7 separate regions of the Mus musculus genome follow, and all the other regions are linked to region 5. Evidence: chromatin contacts called from public ChIA-PET, HiChIP or PLAC-seq and promoter capture Hi-C data. All regions are on one chromosome and are shown on one strand. The core of a region is the stretch at or near the end of the contact, and the rest is flanking DNA. Distances in the headings are between cores, read along the strand shown.

The links. Promoter capture Hi-C pulls out the DNA fragments that hold promoters and counts their contacts. ChIA-PET counts read pairs in DNA pulled down with a chosen protein or histone mark. HiChIP or PLAC-seq counts read pairs in DNA pulled down with a chosen protein or histone mark.
Region 1: a contact with region 5 is called in a BATF HiChIP or PLAC-seq map of CD8 T cells, with 5 read pairs. The contact joins two enhancer-like sites. A contact is called at or near these places in 2 of 15 datasets of contacts at CTCF or cohesin (CD8 T cells and the NIH/3T3 cell line), 6 of 484 Hi-C or Micro-C datasets (CD4 T cells, the STO cell line, Th1 cells and 3 more), 5 of 115 datasets of contacts at active chromatin or transcription factors (CD8 T cells, a beta-TC-6 cell line, embryonic fibroblasts and 2 more) and 3 of 9 other capture datasets (adipose tissue, liver and pancreatic islet).
Region 2: a contact with region 5 is called in an RNA polymerase II ChIA-PET map of memory CD8 T cells, with 993 read pairs. The contact joins the promoter of Ctla4 here to the enhancer-like site in region 5. A contact is called at or near these places in 1 of 39 promoter capture datasets (macrophages), 1 of 15 datasets of contacts at CTCF or cohesin (the NIH/3T3 cell line), 1 of 484 Hi-C or Micro-C datasets (bone marrow-derived macrophages), 3 of 115 datasets of contacts at active chromatin or transcription factors (effector CD8 T cells, large pre-B cells and memory CD8 T cells) and 4 of 9 other capture datasets (adipose tissue, liver, macrophages and 1 more).
Region 3: an RNA polymerase II ChIA-PET map of effector CD8 T cells shows a contact between it and region 5, with 28 read pairs. The contact joins the promoter of Icos here to the enhancer-like site in region 5. A contact is called at or near these places in 5 of 39 promoter capture datasets (the C10 cell line, cranial neural crest, frontonasal cranial neural crest and 2 more), 1 of 15 datasets of contacts at CTCF or cohesin (pro-B cells), 14 of 484 Hi-C or Micro-C datasets (B cells, the BV-2 cell line, the C2C12 cell line and 10 more), 3 of 115 datasets of contacts at active chromatin or transcription factors (bone marrow-derived macrophages, effector CD8 T cells and fibro-adipogenic progenitors) and 2 of 9 other capture datasets (liver and macrophages).
Region 4: a promoter capture Hi-C map of the HPC-7 cell line shows a contact between it and region 5, with 4 times the contacts expected there. The contact joins the promoter of Carf here to the enhancer-like site in region 5. A contact is called at or near these places in 6 of 39 promoter capture datasets (the C10 cell line, the HPC-7 cell line, HPC-7-derived erythroid cells and 3 more) and 2 of 115 datasets of contacts at active chromatin or transcription factors (effector CD8 T cells and memory CD8 T cells).
Region 6: a contact with region 5 is called in an RNA polymerase II ChIA-PET map of memory CD8 T cells, with 6 read pairs. The contact joins two enhancer-like sites. A contact is called at or near these places in 2 of 115 datasets of contacts at active chromatin or transcription factors (effector CD8 T cells and memory CD8 T cells).
Region 7: an RNA polymerase II ChIA-PET map of memory CD8 T cells shows a contact between it and region 5, with 38 read pairs. The contact joins the promoter of Nbeal1 here to the enhancer-like site in region 5. A contact is called at or near these places in 9 of 39 promoter capture datasets (the C10 cell line, the HPC-7 cell line, HPC-7-derived erythroid cells and 5 more) and 4 of 115 datasets of contacts at active chromatin or transcription factors (effector CD8 T cells, embryonic stem cells, memory CD8 T cells and 1 more).

The regions. Positions count from the first base shown.
Region 1 is chr1:60,832,129-60,835,452 of GRCm38.p6, forward strand. No RefSeq gene overlaps it. Among named protein-coding and RNA genes, the nearest start is that of Gm38137, 30 kb to the right of the region's middle. Within about 2 kb of position 1,748, at least 12 of the 459 cell types and tissues checked have an H3K27ac peak or open chromatin away from gene starts, as enhancers often do. A contact at or near this core is called in CD8 T cells, where this site is marked.
Region 2 is chr1:60,907,114-60,910,357 of GRCm38.p6, forward strand. Ctla4 (cytotoxic T-lymphocyte-associated protein 4) reads left to right here and starts at 1,912. Exons shown (of 4, transcript NM_009843.4): 1 at 1,912-2,166. The coding sequence starts at 2,058.
Region 3 is chr1:60,975,980-60,979,376 of GRCm38.p6, forward strand. Icos (inducible T cell co-stimulator) reads left to right here and starts at 1,935. Exons shown (of 5, transcript NM_017480.2): 1 at 1,935-2,037. The coding sequence starts at 1,980.
Region 4 is chr1:60,096,237-60,099,682 of GRCm38.p6, forward strand. Carf (calcium response factor) reads left to right here and starts at 2,011. Exons shown (of 16, transcript NM_139150.5): 1 at 2,011-2,071. It overlaps Wdr12 (WD repeat domain 12), which reads right to left and starts at 1,671. Exons shown (of 13, transcript NM_021312.5): 1 at 1,271-1,671. The coding sequence starts at 1,311.
Region 5 is chr1:60,528,947-60,532,425 of GRCm38.p6, forward strand. All of the region lies in intron 2 of Raph1 (Ras association (RalGDS/AF-6) and pleckstrin homology domains 1), which reads right to left. Among named protein-coding and RNA genes, the nearest start is that of Raph1, 36 kb to the right of the region's middle. Within about 2 kb of position 1,390, at least 11 of the 459 cell types and tissues checked have an H3K27ac peak or open chromatin away from gene starts, as enhancers often do. A contact at or near this core is called in CD8 T cells, the HPC-7 cell line, effector CD8 T cells and 1 more, where this site is marked.
Region 6 is chr1:61,029,375-61,032,706 of GRCm38.p6, forward strand. No RefSeq gene overlaps it. Among named protein-coding and RNA genes, the nearest start is that of Icos, 53 kb to the left of the region's middle. Within about 2 kb of position 1,382, at least 18 of the 459 cell types and tissues checked have an H3K27ac peak or open chromatin away from gene starts, as enhancers often do. A contact at or near this core is called in memory CD8 T cells, where this site is marked.
Region 7 is chr1:60,179,155-60,182,383 of GRCm38.p6, forward strand. Nbeal1 (neurobeachin like 1) reads left to right here and starts at 1,445. Exons shown (of 55, transcript NM_173444.2): 1 at 1,445-1,531; 2 at 2,309-2,600. The coding sequence starts at 2,550.

The DNA.
Region 1 (3,324 bases), core at 498-2,997, 300 kb after region 5:
TAGTATCCATTTATTCTACTGTGCCATCAATGCCTTAGACTCTCTCTTCTGTCTCTTATATCCTTGTATTGTTGATGAGGCTTTGAGGCTTGCCTCTGAGGTTTCGGTTCAAGTTCTTAAATATTTCATTTATAGATTTTCCCTCTGTTCATGTTTTCTTTATTGACTCTACTTCTACTTCCAGGTCTGAACAGTTTTATTCATTTCCTTCTACTGTTTGTTCGTGTTTTTATAGGTTTCTTTAAGGGATTTATTCCATTTAAGGGATCTTTTGGGGGGCGGGGAACAAGACCTCTGTTATATTCATTAAGGCTATTTTAAGGTCATTTTATTGTGTTTCAGCTATGCTGTAGTTCTCAGAGTCTACTGTGGTAGAGTTGCTGGATTCTAGTGGAGAAGAGACATATTGTCTTGGCTGTTACTGATTGTGTTTTTATGATAGTGTCTAGGTATTTGGGTTTGAGAAGATTTTAATTGTAGGTTCTGATATCTGGTCTTGTCTTTGTTGAATATGTGTTTTGTTCCTTGGTTTCTGGTGTCTTCTCAGGTTCTTAGGAGGGTGTGATGGCTGTGTGTTGTCTGGTAGGAAATTCTTCTGGGATCCTGATAGGTGTGGCCACCGGGGTTCCCGGTAAAATGTGTTTCTAGTTATTAGGAGCTGGAATTTAGGAATGGGGATGGGCTGGGGGCACTGTGGGGGTCCACAGGAGGGAGCAAAACAGGGTATTCTATTCCAGAAATGGGGGCAAAGAGTGAGGAGAGGCCACAACAGGGTGTCTGCTACAGAGGTGGGATGAGACTTGGGGACTGAATACAGAGGAGAGAGTGAGGAGTTGAAGCTTGCCTACCTGCTTTCTGGACTACTTGCTTCTCAGGCAGGCTTGGCTGGTGGACTCCCAGGAAATGCCTGCTGGTGTTGGGGCAGGGACAACAGGATGAGCTGGGGAAAGGAAAGTTGGAGGAGAAAGTTTACCGTGGTCCATTGGAGGTGGGGGCAGAGAGGAAGGGGAGGCCACAGCAGGTAGAGAGCTGGAAATGACTGGGGAATTGGCTTTGGAAGAGAGAAGAGGGGTGAAGAGCTACAGTTATTTTACCTGCTTCTCTGGCTGAAGTGCAAGTAAGGTATTTTGAATAGTCTAGTTGATAGCTATACTTTGAAAGAACAATTGAAAATAGAATCATTCCTCAATTTTGACAAGGAAGCTATGTATTTAAGCAAGGGAGAATGTTTACTTTCTGTTTTCTCTTGTGGGAACAGCATGTGTTTAGCTCAGCCAGAAGTGAGAATATACATTCAGAATTGTTCAAAGCATAGTTGAAATCATACCAGAATTCTATTTCCAAAGCAACAACTGTACTATGTGGCCTCAGTTCCTGGTTGTCAGTGTCAGCTAATTGTTGATAAATTGAAGATAACAATAATCCCTAGTGACAGATTTCTGAGGTTCATATGAAATAATTTGCATTAATCACCTGCCCTGGATCAGAGTAAATGACATGCCTTATAAAGAGATAGGTCACAATGTAGCTCTAGAGTAAAAAAATAAAAATAAACAAAGATAAATAAAGACAGTTACTCCAAGGGTCACAGTCTTGGTCACCAATGGGGCTACAGTATTCCTGCAAGTACTCTGGAGTACTTCTTCGTAAAAGTCAGAGGTTTATAAAACAATTAGTGTATGTGTGAGGAAAACAGCATGACTCAATAGGGCCAGTGTTCAAAGATCGTGCCCACTTTCCCAGAAACAAAATTGAAACTTGAGATTTCTGTCATGAGTCAGAAACCTTCAAAGCCTTTTCATGATGTTGATAATGGCAAAGGTTGGTTATTTTGCTCATCAATGTCTTTATTACCCCAAAGCCATACAGATTTAAGGTAACAAAAAATTTTTAAGTAGAACATTATATGTTCAATGTCTCTGATAGGCATGTAATTAATTATTTTTAATCAAACATATTCTGTTTGAACTTATCAAACTATCTTCAGAAAAACTAGCTATTTTGCTTTGCACTGAGGTGGCAATGGAGGATAAAATACTCCCTGATAAATTTATAATCTGAGTCTCACTTCTCCACAATTTTGGTGCTGGGATATCTGAAGTATCTGTGGTTTTCTTATCACTAGTGGATAGGGGAAGAAAACAGTAGTGATTTAGAAGTAAATGAAATTTGTGTGGGCCAAATAAAAATTTTGCTGATATGATACCATGCGATATGGTATGATGTGTTATGATATTCCCTAATGACATCTATGGGATTACTTTACCCATTTTTAGCCTGGTGTGTGTGTGGGCTCCAGTGGACACATCTACAATCCAAGTCCTACATCTGGATAGGATAGGAAGTTTTTAAGACCCAGAATATGTGTAAGTCTGTGTGAGATTGTATCTCCTAGAAACGACAGGGAAGCTACACCTAGGATACCTCTACAATATGTCCACCTAAGCAAGACTTGAATAAGTACACCAACAAAGATGCCAACATGGAAGGGGAAATGTCTTACAGAGTTCTGCTACTAGACAAAGAACTACAAGTAACTAATAACAACTGAGTGGGGGAAAGAGGGAGAGGGAGAGGGAGAGGGAGAGGGGGAGGGGAGAGAGAGGGAGAGGGAGAGAGGAGAGAGAATTAGCCTCTCCAGGTGTACTGGCTGCTTTTGTGTCAACTTGACATAGTATGGAGTTATCACAGGTGAGGAAATGCTTACATGAGATCCAGCTGTGGGGCAGATCCAGCTGCGGGGCATTTTCTCAATTAGTGATCAAGGGGGAAAGGCCCCTTGTGGGTGGGACCATCTCTGGGCTGGTAGTCTTGGGTCTATAAGAAAGCAAGCTGAGCAAGCCAGGGGAAGCATCCCCCCCCCCCATGTAAGTAGCATCCCCTCCCCCATGGCCTCTGCTTCAGCTCCTGTTTTCTGACTTGCTTGAGTTCCAGTCCTGACCTCCTTTGGTGATGAATAGCAGTGTGGAAGTGTAGGCTGAATAAACTCTTTCCACCCCAACTTGCTTCTCGGTTATGATGTTTGTGCAGGAATAGAAACTCCGACTAAGACACCAGGAATGAATCCCCTAACTGTGTATCCAATACCAAGTGGTTAGCTTTGAAACCACTTTTATACACGCAAGCAATCCTACACAAACTCGGCTGGTTGTACTATACATTTATGCATATATCTGGAACAATAATCATCAAAGAATCAATTAGAGAGGGAGTGAGAGGAGACATAGGAGGGGCTGAAGGGGAGGGTCATGGGAGGGATTGAAGAGAGGACAAGGAATTAGGAGAATGGTATAAATATATTTTAATTGAAGTAAAAGTGTTTAT
Region 2 (3,244 bases), core at 662-3,161, 380 kb after region 5:
TGTATCCCTCCTCCAAGAAGACTGCCCTGATGTCCATACTTGAACCAATGGTTCCTGCTCCTCTCTAACTGCGTAATACTTCAACACTATCATCTATCTCATTCCCATTCTGCCATGATTATGATGTAAGTATAACTGCCTGCCATTGCCACTGCCATGGCTCTCCAACAGGACAGGAATACACACACACACACACACACACACACACACACACACACACACACACTTAAAGTCTTTAGTGCCAGTCTGGTTCCTGGCTCCTTATTAATGCCATTAGGTTGTTATTGCTTCTTGCCACACGAATTGGGGATTGGAGGCTTCTCTACAGTGCTAGGGGAATCTAGAAAAGAGACACTTCACAAGCAGCTTCTTAGGGTGTTGACACCTCAGCTAAATGCTAGGGGATGTGGAGAGGAGGCAACAAAATAGAAGGAGCAAATACAGCGTAGGAAGCTTGTGTCATTGTCATAGGACCCGAAGGAAGCATGGTGGGAAATGGCATGCAGAATGAAAGGCCTGTGTGAGCACATGCTAGTGGGCAGGCTCTAAAGGAAGCATACAGTCCCGACTCTACAGAGCCTCTTCTGATGGGGTGCAGAGATGGCAGGAAACCACAGAAACAAGGGAGCATCTACTTGCCACTGCCTTCCAAGAGCTCTTATTAAAGGCATCCTCTGCCATGCCAGGCAACCAACTAGGTTTTTTTATCCTGCCATCATCCCATCCCAAGTGCCCACAATTCATAGCATGTTATAGATCTGCAGTGAACACCCCTCTCATCCTTGAACTATATGAGAGCTTCCCAGACTTAAGAGAAGTCTTCAATGTATAGTCTTCTAAAAATGCACTACAAATATGTGTGTATTAATTATCCTAACTATCTAATATGCATTAATATAGAGAATACTTAAATATTTTAAATACTGAACATTCTAAATAATTTTAATATTATAAAAATACCATAGTATTTATGATTGAATGTTTGCCCTTCTTTACAGCTTAGGTTAAGAATTCTGGTAATATATATCCTTAGTTTTGGTGGTGCTGGGAATTGAACCTCAGGTCTACTGCATACTAGGCAAGTATTCTACCACTGAGCTACATCTATACCTCTGAGCTGTGTCTTCATTGCTGAGGTATATGAACTACGTCTCTATCACTGAGCTGTGCCTCCAAGTTTTAAGTTTCTACCTTTGAAAATTTTTACTATTTTTTTTAAAAGCCCATCCTCCTGTGGAGGTTTTAAATGTCTTTTCATTTGGATTGACTTTCTCTGGGCCATCCACAACTTTATTTTGCCGTTGTTACAGTTTTAAAAGCATCTGGTTTATTTCCCAACGGACAAAACCAGAGGCCCCTTTCCCTGTTTTGTGTGTGTGTGTTTGTGTGTGCATATGTGTGCATGCATGTGCATGTACAAATGTGTGTGTGTCTTTCATTTCTTGTGATTTTGGCATTTTTCTCTCAGTAAAATACTAAGTGGAGTTAGGCAAAAATAAACCCTTTTGTGTACTGAGGGGCTCATAGAAGGACACAATTTTTCTTGGTGCCTTCCAAAGAGAAATTCAGACATCAGCTCCAGGACTAAGAGGGATGGCCATGGGACGCTAAGTAAGAGTACTGGGGGATTAAAGATGACCAGATGACTGGATAAAGTTGGGACTGGGATTTAGGGATTCCTTGTACTACAGAAATTATACTCTCCAAGACTCCACGTCTCCAGGTCCTCAGAGGTGACTCGAAGCTTCAGTTTCAAGTTGAGTACATTTTCCATCCATGGATTTGCTTGTTTTGTTCAGTTTTAGTTTGAATATTTGAGGTCGTCTTTACGACGTAACAGCTAAACCCACGGCTTCCTTTCTCGTAAAACCAAAACAAAAAGGCTCTCTGTTCAGGTGTCCTGTGTGTGCACTACACATATGTAGCACGTACCTTGGATCAAAGCTGTCTATATAAAGTCCCCGAGTCTGTGTGGGTTCAAACACATCTCAAGGCTTCTGGATCCTGTTGGGTTTTACTCTGCTCCCTGAGGACCTCAGCACATTTGCCCCCCAGCCATGGCTTGTCTTGGACTCCGGAGGTACAAAGCTCAACTGCAGCTGCCTTCTAGGACTTGGCCTTTTGTAGCCCTGCTCACTCTTCTTTTCATCCCAGTCTTCTCTGAAGGTGAGTGGAGACTTCTGGAACATGGAGGTGGAGGAGGTGTTTTTCCTACATGGGTTTCGTTTTTTTTTTTTCTTTCAGAAGCTGAGGACAGTGATTTATAGAAATGCCAGAAGTTAAAGCCAAACCCTCTACTTTTTGGTTTAACAGCTTCCTACAGACAAGTTCCAAGAAGAATATAGGAGGTCTAGCAGTAGCGAAGGAGCTGAGACTAGCCACAGCAGCTTGCTGGGATCTCAGCTGGGACTTAAGGAACCATGAGAGTTCCTTAAGTCCCATATGGGGGAGAACAAGTTCTTTGTCACTGCTAGAAAATCCTGTAAAGTTAAGAGATTTAAGGGGGGCATTTGAAATCGTGAGTACATTTGATCTTGATATCACAGTAACATTAAGGTTTTTCTCCTTACCCCCAATCCCACCCCCAAAACTTACCTAAATTCAAATAAATAAGAAGTTTTCCTCATTCACTTTAAGATTTTGAGACACTCTTAGTTCTTTAAATTATCACACCTAAGGCTTAGGGGACATAGCAGAAGAGGGGGCAGAAAGACTATGAGAGCCAAAGGTACATAGAGTTTACTGAGAGATTGTGTCTCTTAGGATGTCAAATGGTACACCCATAAAGTCTCACCAACACGACTGCCTAAACTTGAGCTGAATAAGGACATGAATAACAATAGACATACCCAAGTGGATGGGGAAAGACCAAGATGCTTCAGCACTATAGCAATAACTACAGGAAGCCAAGGAATATGGAGAGTAGGAAATTGCCAAGGGAAAAGCACACCAGCTGACTATCCAATAACATATGGTCAGCCTTCAAAACAAAAAGCAAATAACATATAGAATGGGCAGGTTTCATTAAGAATGACTATAACTATAGTCTGTGCATATCACAACAAATAATGAAAAGGGGGGCCATGAATTTGAAAGAAAAGCAAGGAGGGGTACATGAGAAGGTTTGGAGGAGAGAAAGGAGAAATAATGTAATTATATTAATCTCAAAGAATAGAAGAAGTAGTAAGTAAAGGGAAAATAAATTAGTTAATTATTTTAAAGATGGAATAGTTTTAAGTCGAAG
Region 3 (3,397 bases), core at 685-3,184, 450 kb after region 5:
TGTAAGTCACTTACACATGCCTCATTGAGGACAGGCTAGAACTGAGGCAGTCACAGGAGACCTCAGCTACATCTTAGTGGCAGGCCTTGGCATGAATGACTCTTTCTGGTTAGTTAAGAGTGGGCACTTGAGAACTAGACTCTTCAAATGCCAGCACAGCCACTTCCTATAGGGCTTGGGCGAGGCCAGGCCTTTTACTTTTCTTTGCCTCATTTTTCCCTATTTCTGAGATGAGGAAAATAGTGGCCCACGATTCATAAAGTAAATAACAATATGCATAGAATAATATGAATATGTATGCACACAAAAAGTCCATTAAAACAATTTAAGCATACTATTAACTATATTCATAGTATTTGGTATTCTCTATACAAAGTAAGCCATTTGTTATTCTACATTGAAGTGTGTGTGTGTGTGTGTGTGTGTGTGTGGTATGGTGTGTAGTATCCATGTGTTGTGTGTAGTCTATGAGCAGTCATTGAGAGGCCAGAAGAGGACACTGGGCACCTTCCTCTATCATTCTTCCTGCTGTTCCTTGAGACAGGGTCTCTCATGGAACCTGACACTCACCATTTTGCTTAGGCTGACTGACAAGTGAGCTCTGAGGATCCTCCTGTCTGCCCTCCTGTGGTGTTCTGTGGTTACAGGCATGCACAACCACACCCAGGTTTTGCAAGGTTGTTAAGGATTTGAACTCAGGTCCTTATGTTTGACAGCAAGTGCTTTTACCCACTGAGCCATTTCTCATCCTCTTTACCTTTAAATTATATATATCATATATATATATATATATATATATATATATATATATATATATATAATATATATACCACATATATATTATATTATATTATATTATATTATATTATATATAATATTATATATAATTAATTAAGATATATTTCATATAAAATTTAGGTGGCTGTAAATAAATTATTTGCATTATTGCCATTGCTACTGTCTTTTTTCTCTTTCTGCAGAGACAGAGATTTTTATCAGGCATCTTAGCTTTCTTGCTTCATTTGCACCATACATGCAGACAGACTCTCGAGTTTCTACAGATGACTGTAACTTAGAGAAAAGGGGTTAAGTCACTTTAAACCTGACCCTATCATTTATAAAATCATAATCTACAATGAACACCATATAAATATTATTTCTCATATTCCAGGAATATTCCTCTTTCAGATGTTTTAAAATGTCATTTTCTTAAAAACTTTCATTTATTTTCTGTCCTATTTCAAAGGCCTTACATCTCTGGAGTAAATAGCCCTGACAAATGTGTCAAAATATGCCTTATTCATAATTTGTGTTGGATCCTGCAGTCCCCAGTAGCTATTGATATAGAGATCTGAATGAATTGCTTCTGAAAATGATGGGCTTTGTGTTTCTAACCAGAAAGAGGGTCACATTTTCTTCCTGCCTTCATGATCAACAAAAATCTGTGAATTAAGCATCCACCCTACAAACGGTAATGCTTTCCACCCAGCAGTGATATGAATGGTCCATGAAGTCCCTAGAAGCACAAATGACACATAAATAGCTTTGAAAATGAAATCCATCCATCCATCCATCCATCCATCCATACATACATACATACATACATACATGCATCCATTCATCCTTCCATTCTCACATCCATCCATTCACTCATTCATACATGCATGCATCCATCTATCCATTCATCCATTCATCCATCCATCCATCCATCCATCCATTTATTCACACATCCATGTATTCATTCACACATTCATCCATCTAGTCATTCATTTACGCATCTATCCATTCATACATCACCGGGTACTTGCCATGCAGGAGGCGCTGTGATAGCTCTCCAAGTAGAAGTGGATGATAAATGTGACACCACATCAACCTCCACAAACCCACTTCCTCTCCAGAAAACTGAAAACAACTGAGATCACGACTTCACTGACACTTTTGAGCACTGGAGGAGAAGACTGCAACTGCTCCTGGCAGACATGAAGCCGTACTTCTGCCGTGTCTTTGTCTTCTGCTTCCTAATCAGACTTTTAACAGGTGAGTGGCCATCCATAGCTCTTATTGAGTTCTACTTCAAGAGAACATTAAGAAAAATCTGAAGTAGAAAAATTAAGTAAAAATGGAAAATGATTTTATTTTATTTTATTTTATTTTATTTTATTTTGTTTTTAACAAGCACAGACAGTTTCAGAGGCACTGAAGCTCACGGCTCAGGGCGTCATGCCCGGTCAGCGTGGATGTCAGTGCTTCTTTTGATACTGTGTTTTAACATGAAAAAGTACATTTCAACAGACCATTAAAATTTTAAATTACTTGTTCAAAGTTACCTGACAGTGTATAAAGTAGGAGAGTAGCTCACTCTTTTTAGAGAAAGATGAAAGGCAAGATTATTTGTGTCAAAAGAATAGAAATTGAATAGCCCTGGAAATCCTTCTATAGTAGAGAAAAAAGTGGATGACTTCCAAAAGGAAAATTTTGACTTTACTCTTACCTGGTTGGTCCTAAGTCTTAAATGTACAGTCTGCCATAGGGTTGGTGGTTTTTGTTTTGTTTTGTTGCTTTTTATTTTTGATTGTTTTGTTTTTCAAGACAGAGCCATACCAATCCTGGCTTATCTTATAAGGCTTTTAGACACTAGATATGAAGATCACCCCAAATGTAAAAAGGGGGAGAAAATGACTGACAGCATTCACTAGTCCCTCTAGACCTTAAACATTCTGGAATCTTTGACTCTTTTTCGTGGGTGACATTTATCAGACTCTACATGAGAAGTTTAAAGAGGGTCATGTGCAGTGTAAGTAATTACATACAGTCTTTTGCTGCTTCTTATTATATGCACTTACATACTGTTCTTGAAATTGGGATAAGTGAAGTGAAACATTAAGTGGTGGGAAATGCCTTTAATAGGAGAAGCAAAAGCAGAATGCTCAGTGGTATAAGTCCATCTGGAAATGCATTTTTTTCAGTGGTAGAAAGAAGGAGACATTACTTTTCTCTCCAAAAAGAAGTCAAACCTAAAATTGGATTTATTAAACATTTAGTATTGTGCTGTTTCAAAGGCACTCAAATGTTCTTAAGAAGGATGAAGAGCGAAGACCTTGTTGTATTTACCTGGAAGAAGTACTAAGAACAGCTCTGGGCCAGATGTGTTTTCTACTCTGCACGCTAGTTTTACAACCCCCCTGAAAAGCTTAGCAGCATACGTGAAACAAGAAAAACCATGGCAGGGAGATCCACTCATTTACTCATCCACTCATCCGTTCATTCACGCATCACTGGACACTTGCCATGCAGGAGATGCTGGGCTGGCTATTGTATAAACAGTGGTGAGCAAGACCAGGCAGGCCCACTCTGCTGAGACTAGCTGAGTACTAGTGAAAGAGACATGAATCAAACA
Region 4 (3,446 bases), core at 761-3,260, 430 kb before region 5:
CCTGAATTCTATACATTATGTATATATATATATATATATATATATATACACACACACACACACACACACATATATATATATATATATATTTTTTTTTTTTTTTTTTTTTTTTGGTTTTTCGAGACAGGGTTTTTCTGTATAGCCCTGGCTGTCCTGGAACTCACTTTGTAGACCAGGCTGGCCTCCAACTCAGAAATCCACCTGCCTCTGCCTGCCGAGTCGTGGAATTAAAGGCGAGCGCCATTATACATGTATCACCAGCAACGTTGACATCTATATGACTTATTAATATATAGACACAGAAGTACACACATACAAATATATACACACAGTCCTTGTTTTATCAACTAGAGAGAAGCCAAGGTCCTCTGAAATGAGGAAATTCCCTTATAGTGGTTGTCTGCAGGCAAGTCTGCGGGAACATTTTCTGGACTAATAACTGATGTAGGAGGAACCAGCCCACTGAGTAGAGCCACCCTGTATTTTAAAAGCAAACTTAGCTAGCTAGCCATTGGGAGAGCAAATGCAGCTTGCCCCCACCCCCACCCCTCACCTCTGGTTTCTGCTTCAGTTCCTGCCAGGAGTTCCTCCTATCTTGGCCTCCTCTGAGATGACTGTAACCCTTTCCTCCCCAAATTGCTTTTTGTCAGTGTTTTATCACAACAAGAGAAACCTAAGTTGGACACACTCACACAAAATACACCTAATCAAATCGGACACTGAATTGGCTTCATTCTAATTAAAAAAACAGCTCTACAAACTCCATAGCCAGTTTCTAGTCTGTTTGGGGGGGGGGGGGGGATGAAGTTGTGCTTTCAGAAACCACGAGACACCGTTAACGGACAAGCCTGTTCAACTCTCAAATTACTGACATGATGTGTGCAGCATGCAGAAAGCAAACGTGAAGCCCTGGTCCTCCACACACGTCAAATTATGAAAAGCTCATGAAAGTGGGTAGAAAACGGAGATTTAAGAAGACGTGAACACCGCTTCCAAATGAGACAGGGCAGAAGTGCGGGGCACGTGAAGGGGAAGGCGAATGAAGTCTTTTTTATTTTTTTCTATCAGTCAGCTTATCTTATTTGCAATAAATTCTTTTAATTGTAGCCATTATAATTATTAAAGTTCTTTCAACTTTGATTTACTAAAACCTTGTCCGTTTCTTCTTTAATGTATATCCCCAGTCAAAACAGCAAGGATCAAATCGAAGGAGTCTTCAAACGAGATCGGCTCCTGGAAGACAGGGACAGAAGCTGGAACCCTTACTTACTTCTTGTTCTCGCTGTAGAAACGTGCCTGGAGTTGTGCCATGGCTGAATATACACACGAGACTTCTCCACGAAAATGTGTGCGTTGATAATCAAGCAGCTCTAAGGTAGACTGCGCCGCAAGCGCAGCAGGAGCTAGGCTTCAGTTAGCTCCCTCAGGTTCCTACAGAACATACCACGAGGTTCGATTTCCACCAGCGCCCAGCCCGCACACATCAAGTACCTATTCCGAGATTTAGGAAACATCGATTAGTCAAGCGTAGTCCTAAAAGCATCCAGTCCCCTTAAGACTTTTGTTTCTTATCTATCTAGATTCGTAATCTATTAGGAAAATAAAGAAAATAACTAGCTTGAGCCAAATTTTAAGCGTGTCTTTAGACCCAGACCCTTTAGACTCAGCGCTCAGATACTACAAACCCCAGAAGGGAGCGCGTTTCAGACCCTCTGAACACTGGGAGTTGTAGGCTTTATTTATTTTGCCACACCGCATTTAGGGTCTCATATCTGCTTTTAATACTCCTTTCTCCGGGCAGATATTACACTTCCTGCTTCTTTATTCTGAGTGACAAAGGTCCCATCTGTTCGTCTTGTGTGCACTGTTCCAACAGCCAAATTCGGCCGAGACCATGTGTTCTTACCTCTGGCTTCAGAGCGGAAACTCGGGAAAGGAGAACGAGTCGGAAGGGAACTGGGCGACGGTGGCTGAGAAGGGTCTAATCTGATGGACCTGCGCTGCGCCTCCAGGAGGGGTGCGCCTGCGCATTGTGCTGGTCTCCACGGCGCGGCCTCGGAGCCAAGACGAGGTTGAGTAGTCTCGTTTTGAATTTTCTCCCTTCTGCTTACGGCGGACTCCCCTCTCGCGTTGTGGGGCTCGCTGCGGCGGCAGGGTTGGGGGAGCCGGAGGCCTGGCAGAGCTGTCTGTGCCCAGCGACCGGACGCTCCCTCCCAACCTCCCTTCGTCCCCCTGCCGCCTCCTCCCGTCACCTCCTGACCCTCCCGGGCTGGGAGCAACCGCCGGCCCCCGCCCCCGGCCGTCGCCGGACGCCGCTGTGCGCTGTCCCTGCGCCCTCGTCCGCCTCCACGGCGGCTCCTTCGCCGTGGGCCCGGGAGGGGCCCCGCGGCCGGGAGAAGGCAGGCTGCCGCAGGGGGAGGCGAGGTGTCTGTCCCGCAGAGGGTGCGGAGCCCGAGAACGCACCACCGCCACGGAGCATCCGAGTCCTGGGCCGGAGCGCCCGCCCGAGAGGGGCCTCTCCCCTCCTTTCCGAGTCTGACGTTTAGAAAAGTGTCCTCTGCACCTTCTCCCCTGCTTTCGGGCTTCTTTTATTATTATTATTATTATTAATTATTAATTATTTTTTTAATCTTGATGTCACTCAAAGGCTTGTCTCGGTCTCAATGGTCTCGATTATTACTCTAGTTATTTTCCTGAGTGGAGAATAGATGGGGGCTATTACTCTTAAGATCCCAAAGTCACTTTTTTAAGGCATTCGTCTGAAAACCTCCGGGGGTAGGGTGGGGTACAGGGACACACTACTCTGAGACAGCAATTTAGAGTCAGGCAGAACTGGATTGCAAAATGTGTTGGCTTAGCGGTATGAGTGAACCAGTGAATATGGTGAGAGGTTTTCTATATGTCGCCTAATTAAATTTAAATCCGTAGAAAACTAGAAGTTATCTAGTCAGTTGGAGGCGAAAACAATCATTTGTTAAGTGGACAACGACCCAAAAAGCATGACTGTTCTCAGTTTATTCATTTTACAGAATTGCATGCCCCATTACAGGAATGCCTGAATTTGATTCTACCTGTTACTTAACCTCTGTGCCACACTAAGATTAGCTGTGACAATTTAATGTCGCATAAGAAGCACTCAGAAAATGTTAACTATTTTTCTCATAAGAGCTACCAATAGAAGTTTTTACCACTGATGTAGGTGGAGGCATAAAATGAGAAAAACCTCTGCCCAAAATACAGGGAAAAAAAATTTCCTTGTTCAGATTGGGTTTGCTGATAACAGTGTTACCAGACGAATTAACTATTGAATTTTTACTGATAACATATAACTAATTAAAACATCATTTTAAACTTCCTTTAGTTTGGACTTAACAGATTAACAATACATTTGGAAGACAGTACATTTTTAAAATCTTAATTCGAGTGGAAAACTATGATTAGGAAGA
Region 5 (3,479 bases), core at 140-2,639:
TTCAGTGGCACTGGGAATGGCACCCGGTCTCTGTGGCTGGGGAGACATATACAGTCAGTCCCCATCTCCATTCTGTTTCTAAAGATTCATTTTCATGTGTATGAGTATTTTGTCTGAATGTATCTAATTGTACTGTGATGATTTGAATATGCTTGGCTCAGGGAGTGGCACTATTAGGAAGTATGGCCTTGTTGTAGTAGGTAGGGCCTTGTTGGAGGAAGTGTGACATCATTGTGTGCCTGGGCTTTAAGACCCTCATCCTAGAAGCCTGGAAGTCAATCTTCTAACGGCCTTCAGATGAAGATGTAGAACTCTCAGCTCTTTCTGTACCATGCCTGCCTGGACACTGCCATGCTCCCACATTGATGATAATGGACAGAACCTCTGAACCTGTAAGCCAGCCCCAATTAAATGATGTCCTCATAAGAGTTGCCTGGGTCATGGTGTCGATTCACATCAGTAAAACCCTGACTAAGATATGTGCCATGTGTGCATGTAGTGCCTGCAGAGGCTAGAAGAGGTAGCTGGATCCCCTAAAACTGGAGTTACAGTTATGAGCTGCTACTCAGGTGCTGAGAACCAAACCTCTGTCCTCTGCAAGAACAGCCAGTGTTCTTAACTACTAAGCTATTTCTCTAGTCCTTCATCCTGATTTTGATGCTATCAAATGAATGTGATCCTCAATCTACTCAGTGTTTTATTTCAAAAAACAGCCGAGAAATTCTTCTTTAACCTTAGACATAATTTTTCAGAAGCAATTTACGAAAAGTCAACTTCTTTCCAGTTCAAATAAATGAATATGTATTTTTAATTACCTGCCCATGGTGCTGAGACAAAGAAGGCGATACTGAGAAACACTCTCCTAAGGTCAAGAAATTAGTAATATAGTATGGTGAGTTTTAACCTTTGGGGAGGTTGCTAGGAATCTGCAAAAATCCTACAGATCTTCTTCCAGGAAAATGCCCAATATACAATCTTTTTTCAGCTGTTTTTGAGGAATCATTAACTATTTGAAACTTAAAGTTGATTAACACCGAATGTGCACAGGTAGTGAGCTAAAATAATGAAGTAAATCTGAATCTTAGTAAGTCAACTATTTTTTAAAATATCCGTAAAAACGAACATGTTTATAGTTAAGTCATGATATGCATTGGTTTTAATGTTTCTCTTTAAGATTCATTTATTTTATGTATATGAGTACACGCTGTATCTGTACAGATAGTTGTGAGCCTTCATCTAGTTGTTGGGATCTCTGCTCGCTCCGGTAGACCCCCACTCACCTGGCCCAAAGATTTAATTATTATTTTAATTAAGTACACTGTAGCTGTCTTCAGATGCACCAGAAGAGGGCATCAGATCTCATTACGGGTGGTTGTGAGTCACCATGTGGTTGCTGAGATTTAAAGTTAGAACCTTCAGAAGAGCAGTCGGTGCTCTTAACCCCTGAGCCATCTCACCAGCCCTAATGTTTCTCTTTAATGACAGATTTCGAAGATGAAAAGTTAGGCAACTTGAAATATAAGTGAGAAGAGAATACTGAGTGTGGAGAACTACCATCTGAGTGGAGTTCCTACCTCAGCCAAGGCAGTCTGACTCTTTCCTAACTGCTTTCTCTTTTTGGCCTCCTCCTCAAGTGTACAACCACTTGGTCACAGACACAATATACTAGCCAGCCCTTGGATAATTTCCTTTATACACTATAATTTCTATTTATTTCTTCTCGTCCTAGCTGTATTAGCTACTTTCTGTTGCTGTGAAAAAAAATCATGACAGAGACAACTTAAAGAGCAAAAAGTTTATTTGGGTTTAGTGTCCAGAGGGATAAGAGTCAGTCCATCATGGCAGGAAGCCTGGCAGTGGGTAGATAGAAGCAGGAAGCCGAGAGGCCACTTCTTTACCACAGACACAGCAGAGAGAGCAAACCAGAGAGGTGTGAAGTTCTAAACTCTCAAATATGCCCCTGTGGCATACTTCCTCCAGCAAGGCTACACCACCCCAATAACCTCTCCATCAGAGCTACTGACTTGGAACCAAGTATTTAAATACCTAATTTTATAGGGAACACTTCTTACTCAAACCAACACACCAGCATAGAACTGGACACTTAATCATTATCTTTATCATAACACTGCTTCTGTAAGAAAAAAGCTAAGAAGTAAGAAGTGGCTCATTTAGTGCTTATAACACCTGCCTGAGGACCTGAGTTTAGATCTGCAGCACCCATGTAAAAGAGGAGAACTGGTGGAGTTGGTTCTCTCTACCATGTCGGTCTCAGGGATTGAATTTAAGGCTTGACCGCAAGGACCTTAACCTGTAACTGTCTTTGCTACTTTGTAGATTCTTCTCCTCTGACCTCCATATACTCCACAGCATGCAACCCCACCTCCCTACAATAGAAATATGCCATAAGAATAGAGGTAGATACTGGATATAATGGCTAATCTCTGGTATCAAGTTGGCTGCATCTGCAATAAAATAAAATTCATGCAGCTGTGCACAGCTGTGAGGGATTTTCTTGATTGGATTATTTGAGATGGGAAGGCCCACCCTAAATCTGGGCCACACATTCTGGTGGCAGCTCACTTAAAAGATATGAAAGAAGGAAGCCTTTGCTTCTTTGCCTGCTTGCCTACCCTCTCACTGGCAGGTTTATCTACCCTGTGTCTAAGTTATTCCTTTGCTCATATTAGAATCTACTTCTTTAGGCTCCAACATAGACTGAACACCAGAAGCTCTCTAGGAACCCCCCAGGACTCCAGCACCAGAAGGGCAGTGCTGAGACCTATACCCAATTCTTGCCCTTCCCATCAGGAGCAGCCATTGCTGGCTGGATCACAGTCTGTAAAAACTCTAATAACCACCCTCCTTTAATATATATGCATTCATTCTACCAGTTCTGTTCCTTAAGAGAATGCTGACTAATCCACCAGATGTCAACCTCTGGACTCTCTATACATGTGTCCACACTCACATGTCTGTCACAGAGAACTGTAGAGAAGTAAATTAAACAGAAATGGTTTGGTACTTACAGACATCAGAAGACAGTTTGATAAAAATGATGCCTTTTCTTATTACAGCTTGTAGTAGTTAGGATGAGAATTGCTCCCACAGGCCCATACATTTGAGTGTTTGGTTTCCGGGTATGGCCTTGTAGGAGGAGGTGTGCCATTGGTGGTAGGCTTCAAGGTTTCAAAAACCCAGTTAGGTCTAGTTCCTCACTCTGACTCCTGCTAATGGAACTCGGCAGCTCAAGTCATCCTTAAACTCAATCAAGTAAAACCAACCTGTGTTACACGAAGCTCCATCTCAAAAGCTAAGCAACCATACATCACTACGTCAGTGACAAGAAATCCACAGCCCAATAAAACAAAGAAAACAACAAAACCAAAACACAAAGACACTTTTAGAACTATTTTAAATGTAGCCTGAATAAGCCTTTATCAGTATTTTGAAAATATGAGCTAGAAAATACAAATGTC
Region 6 (3,332 bases), core at 132-2,631, 500 kb after region 5:
AGAATTCAAGAATATGTGTGTGTGTGTATGTGTGTGTGTGTGTGTGTGTGTGTGTGTGTGTGTGTGTGAGAGAGAGAGAGAGAGAGAGAGAGAGAGAGTATGAAAGAGGACCATTTGGGGAGGATCAAAAGGAAGGTGAACTGGGTGTGGATACAAATAAGACATGATGTATAATATGATGTATATATGCACGAAATGTCAAAGAATACATTAAAAATAATCTTTGGGTTTTGTTGTTCCTGCTGGGCTTTTTTGTTGTTTGCTTGTTTGAGTCAGTCTTACAATGTAGCGTTGGCTGGACTAGGAACTCACAAATGTATATACCAGGCTGCCTTTTGACCTCTTAAACATTTGTCTGCTGCTGCCCCCAGAGAGATAGGATTAGGGGCAGGTGCCACCAAGCCCAGTTAAAAACAATTATTAAAAGAACAGAATGCTATCAAGGAATGTTCTGGACATAGGGATTAGTGACAAAAGCTGATGGAGTGGGGATTCCAGAGGACTGGATAGAGTGTGCAGATGGTGGACCAGATCCCCCTCTGAATATTGTGGCAGAAGAGATTGGTGGAATCTGAATGTATGAACACACTTTTCTTTGATGGAAGAGAAAGTGAGAGTAGACCTGTAGGAGGTTGTCTTAGGCAGTGACTATGAGAGAGGAGTGTTGTGCAGCACAAAGTGCTTTGTTTGGTTGGATTTCACCCTAGAGTCAAGAAGGATCCAGCTGAGCTGGAGTCAGAGTCGCTGGAATTGAAGCTGTATTGAGGGTGTGTACAGTGCAGGCCTTGCACTGTGACTAAGCAGCTAAGAGTGACCCAAGAATCTGTTTGCAAAAGGAAAGTTACACTGAATTTTCTCTGAGGCCTCTTTCAGCTTTGAAATGTTATGATTCTGTGATTAATTAAAAAAAATAAATGAATAGGGCAAACAGTATTTCAAGAGGAATGTTTAAATTACTTATGAGAACAAACTTTTTAAGTACCCTTAAGCATCGTAAAACATCCACTCCCACAGAAATAATTGATACGCCAATTATAAATCTTTCTTCGCTGTTCATTCAGGCAGATTTCCTGAGACCTATGCTTGGCCACGTTCTGTTTACCTACTTCAAGTTCTTGTTTGTATTTCAAAGCCCAAACTGCATATCTTTCAACAACATGTTTCAGCCTGGCTGATCCCAGAGTAGAGCTAAATTATTAAAGTTTTCTATTATGTGCAAGATGAGTTCTTGATGAATTGGTTTATCTCTGGAGAAATGCCCATCTTCTTCTTAATTTAGGACACAGCTGTCAGAATTGCAAACTTCATCAAAAATGGCCACAGATAACTCAGACACCTCTCAGAGACACTTCCTCTCAGTTGGCATGGTCTTTGAGGACAAACCACACTCTGAAATGTTTGTATAACAGGAAAATGTGGTGTCAAGATGATCAAAACAAGATAGGAGACAATATATTTTCACAGAATTTGCATACATTATTAAAAATAATAACAAGTGGACCTACAGAATGAGAACAGAGCCAGAGAGAGAGAGAGAGAGAGAGAGAGAGAGAGAGAGAGAGAGAGAGAGAGAGAGAGAGAGAGAGAGACATTGAAGAAAACACAAGCTGATTAAGTGCATGTGTGAAGTCCAGACCTGATGTTAGCAATAATGAGGTTGGCCCTTTTTAAGTTTAGGAGAACATCAGCAATCTCCCACCTCAGTGAGAACAGATGAGGCCTCTGTTAGCTACCTGAAATCATGATCTGACATTTGGAAGAAGTGTGTGAGGTAACCATCCTGAGCTTCAGTTAGCTTTAATGGAGAATATAAGGAAGTTAAAAAAAAATCAAATAAGACAAAGCAAACTGAAATCAAGTAACACAATGCAAACTGAATTTTCAAAGGAATGCCTTTTTTAAGATTTATTTTTAATTATCTGTCTGTCTGTCTTTGTAAATGTGAACCTGGGTGCAGGTACATGCGAAGGTCAGATGCGTCTGATTCCCCCTGAGGCTAGAGTTACATGTCATTGTAAGCCTCCCTATGTACAGGGAATTGAAAGTCCTCTGTAAAAGCAGTACATGTTTTAAATGCTGAGCCATTTCTCCAGGCCCTAAAAGAATAATGAGAGGCTATTTAGTGATGTGTAGGGAGGATTCCGGAAGGACACCGGGTTGATAGGACAACTCCCAAGAGTAACAGGAACATGATCCTGTGAGCAGGTCCTCTGTAGTATTATCTGATATTATGTGATCTTAGAAGACCATGCATATAACCTGGGAGGGAGAGAGATTCAGACTTACTCTCTATGTCTCCTGATTTTGTCTCCCATTGAAACCCAACTGGTATCTGGTCAAGGGAGTCAGGCAGGTGATCTATAGGAAACCACTTTCTATAGTATAGGGGAATCTGTGCTGTGGCCTTGGAGCTAAAGAGAATCCAAGAATGAGATGGTGTATGTTGATTTCTGGTATATATATATATATATATATACATATATATATATGTATATATATATATATATATATATATACCATAGAAAGTGGTATTTCATGATGAAGACATCCACCTTGTGGGACAGTAAACTGATCAACACTACAGATCACAGAGAAGAGTAGAGGAAGGGAGACAAGGTTGACACAGTGAGCTCATGTCTCACTATGCATTAGGACCTACTGTCATTTCTGTTACGAGAGGCTTCTAATTGTACCACTTGTCATGTGTTTGAGCTTCTCTTGCAGGAGCCAGCTATGCTGGAACTAATGTCACCAAGGTGGACAGAGGCGAATCTGTGCTGCGGCCTTGGAGCTAAAGAGAATCCAAGAATGAAATGGTATGTTGATTTCTTATTATTGGTATATGTATATATATATCACTGAGTAAACAAGAAACATTTATCTTCCCAGAGTGTATTTCTTACTTCTGTTACTGTGATAAAACACCAAAGTATTTATAGAAGAAAGTTTATTTGGGCTAATTTCCAAAAAGATAGGAGTCAATCAAGATTTGGAAGCAACTGTCATGACAGCTGGAGTAGCAAGCTGCAAACTCATATGTTGAACGCCAAACACAAAGGGGAAAACCTTATCTCTCAAAATCTGTGCCCTATGACATCTTCCAGCAAGGCCACACCTTCTCAAACAGTTCCACAAATTGGTGACCAGTTGAGACTGTGGAGAACATTTCTCATTCAAAATACTATATAGAGTTCTGGAGATTAGAAGTCCATAGTTAATTTAATGAGCTTAGCAGACAATCTATTTCTTTGCTTTCCCACCTTGGCGGTGTTCAGAATTTCTTGACTTATGGTCATTTCCAGCATTATCAAAGTATATTACTCCAATCTTTG
Region 7 (3,229 bases), core at 195-2,694, 350 kb before region 5:
CTTGACAAGAAAAACTTGTAGATTAATCTAATAAGCGAGAATAGATAAGGGCTGGAAGATGGCTCAGTGGTTAAGAGCATTTGCAGCACACAAGACAATGTTCCCAGCACCCATGTCAGGAGCCCCCACCCCCACCCAGACCTCCAGCTCCCAGGGATAAGATATCTTCTGGCCTCAGAGGGTATACAAACATATGTGGCACAAGGACGCACACAGGGCATGTGGGGGCATTAGTATATTTTAAAAATAAAGGTCACATAGTGAACCCCCATGATGGCATTAGTAGCTTTACATTTATTTATCTATTGTGCATGTGTATATGCCAGAGGATAATTTTCATGAGTAGGTTCTTGCTTTCCATTTAGTGAGCTAGGGTCTCTTGTTTGTGGCCAGGGCTCGCTGGCCCTCCAGTCTCCATCTTGCATTTCAGGAGGTCTGGCTTGCACAGCAAGTCATCTCCCTCCCTTTCCTTTCTTCTTCTTTTCTTTTGTGGCAAGGTCTCATGCGGCACAGGTTGGTCCCAGACTTGCTAGGTAGCCCATGTCAGCGCTGAACTCCTGATCTCTCTCCCTCCATCTCCTAAGTGCTAGATCACAGACCTGTTTCTTCAGGGTGGCTTCGATTATTTCTGAAGCTTAGTGATTACATATAGAAGTTCATTTTATTACTTTGTTTCCTTGTGTGTGCTTGTTAGGAATCAAACACAGGGCATCTCAGATGCTAAGCTGCTCTAAAACTGATTTTTTTATATGTTTGTAAAATTTCACAATAGTTTCTTAAATGTTTAGATTTAAAAGGTTAATCTTACGCTTTTCTCCTCTCTTAAAACAATAGCAACAACAACAACCTTAAGAAAGTGTGTGCAGCTAATAAGACTGCCTTTTGCTTCTTTTTCTGAAAGACGGAACTCATTCCGTACAGCAGTCTCCTTGGAACAGACACAGAATGGCAGTGACAGTACAAAGGCAACGACGCCAGAACAGGTAAAGATTTCTTTTCTTCTTTTTTCGCTTTTGAGCTCTGTCCCAGGACCAATCCCATTTCTACAAAGAAATCAAATCGAGATCCCTTCGAGACGCCCTAGGGTCGCCGGTCCTCAGCTGATTCGCAGAGGCGCCGCCAGGCGAGGAAAGTTCCGTCCGCCCCACCTAGCAGGGGCGGGGAGCGACGTCAGCACGTCGGCCCTCACGTCCAGCTGGGTGACTACTGACCGGAATGCCCAGGCTGGCTCCGACCGCTTTCAGAGCCTGAGCGAGGGCACTGCGGCTGCGCAGGCATGCCGGGGGAGGGGCTTCGGGGCTGAGCGGCCCTCGAGGAGCGGCTGCCGGAGGGCCGGGTAAATCCCCAGAGGCCGGAATGATTAGCCCAGGGGCTGCTCCGCCCCTGGCTCCTCCCACCCCGCGTCGGCGCTACCCCGCCTCCGCCTCCGCCTCCCGCCCGGCTTCGGGGTGACACGGGGCTTCGCCGCGGGCAGGGCGGAGGGCAGCAAGTTAGCCCGCGGCGGGGTGGCGCCGGCGGGCCTGTGAGCGTGGTGAGGGGACGCCGAGGTCGGGCGGAGGCTGCCGCGGGGCGGGAAGGCCCGGGGGAATGCGGCGCAGGGCTGCAGCCTGAGGGGCGGCGGCGGCGGGCGAGGGGGCGCGGCCGGCCCGGGCGGGTCTGGCTGCGGCCGGTTGGCGTGGGTCCCGGGTCTGGGTCCCAGAGCGCTCCGGGCCGCGCTTCTGAAGTTGATTGGCACGCCTGACGTTTGTCTCTCTTGTTCGTAACGGGGACGCAGGGAGGAAATGGAAAGGTCCCCGGACTGCTGCGAGGCGGGGTCTGGGGTCGTCCCACGGGAGGTGGTCCTTGCCACGGTGTGTGAGCCCCTTTCTTCTTGGGTGGAGAGGTGGAAGCCAGGTAGGCAGGATGACTTTCGCTGTGTGGATGGTTAAAACAAACAAACCAGGAATTCCTCGGGCCCTCCCCCCACGCCCTGCCCTGCAACGCAGCAAACATTCCCAGCAACTTTTAAGAAGCTGGCGAGAAATCTCGGATATTTGTTGTGTTTGATCTGTGCTCCTGGTTAAAGGAAGGCGTGAGTAGGGAGCCGTCTTCCTTCCCATCTACCGCAGTTTTGGTTGTGAATCTGCCTGGAAGGTTTTAGTATTTTATGTTGATCATTAGTCGTGGTGTGCCAAACAGGAGTTTCTGGAATATCTAATCACATTAAAAATTTATCCCTTTGAATGGGGTGATCAAGGCAGACGGATATCTGGATTTTTTTTTTTCAAATGTGGCTTAAAAAAACTTAGGATATTTTTGTATTTCACAGACCTATTTACGAGACCAGCTACCCCTGATGAAGAAGTGTTGGAGTAGTTGCTGAAATTGACCCTTATTGACCTGAGACAGTCTTATTTGTTCTACGAATTTTTTTTTTTGTTTTTTTTTTGTTTATTCCACTGCTTTGAGCTTTACTGTAACGGCTGATAAACTTGGAAAATAAAGTAATATGATATGGTCTTGAACCGTCTTTTTGAGGAAATATTAAAGTACCAGAGTGGAAAGCCAGAATGGCAGCCAGAGAGAGGCTCTTTGAACTTTGGATGCTTTATTGTACAAAGGTAATTTGCTTTCCTTTTATTTCTGTACTTAAAATTACTTGATTATAAAATTTTGTATCCAGCATTATGACCTTATTGTGTAGTGTGTTTGTGCATATTGATAATCCTGAACTGGCAGGTGTGGTGGTGCATACCTTTAGTCCCAGAACAGAGTCCTAGAACAATGCCGGGCCAGGTGGTGTTATGTGAGTTTGAGTCTATCCTAGTGGACGTAAGACATTTCCAGGACAGCCAGGGCTGCAATTCTCAAAACAGAACCCCAAACAACTCCCCCATCCTGAATTTAAAAAACATGCAAGAGAAATAAATAAATTTTAAAAAACATGTAAGAGATCTTGAATTTCCCATATTTATTTTTCAGTTTTGAGTACATTGACAATATTGGCCTGCTATTAAAAACTTACAAATATTTCTTTGATATATCTTCAGTGATCTCAAAATTATATAGGTAGATTGTACCTATAAAAGAAAAATAAAACTCTTATTGTTTGTAGGATATGTGGGGGGGCCACATGGGTGCCTTGGTACTTTTTTAGAGGTCAGGGGACAATTGTGTGGATTTGGTTGTCCCTCTCCACATTTATATAGGTTCCTAGGATTGAATTTAGGTCATCAGGATTGTGTGGCAG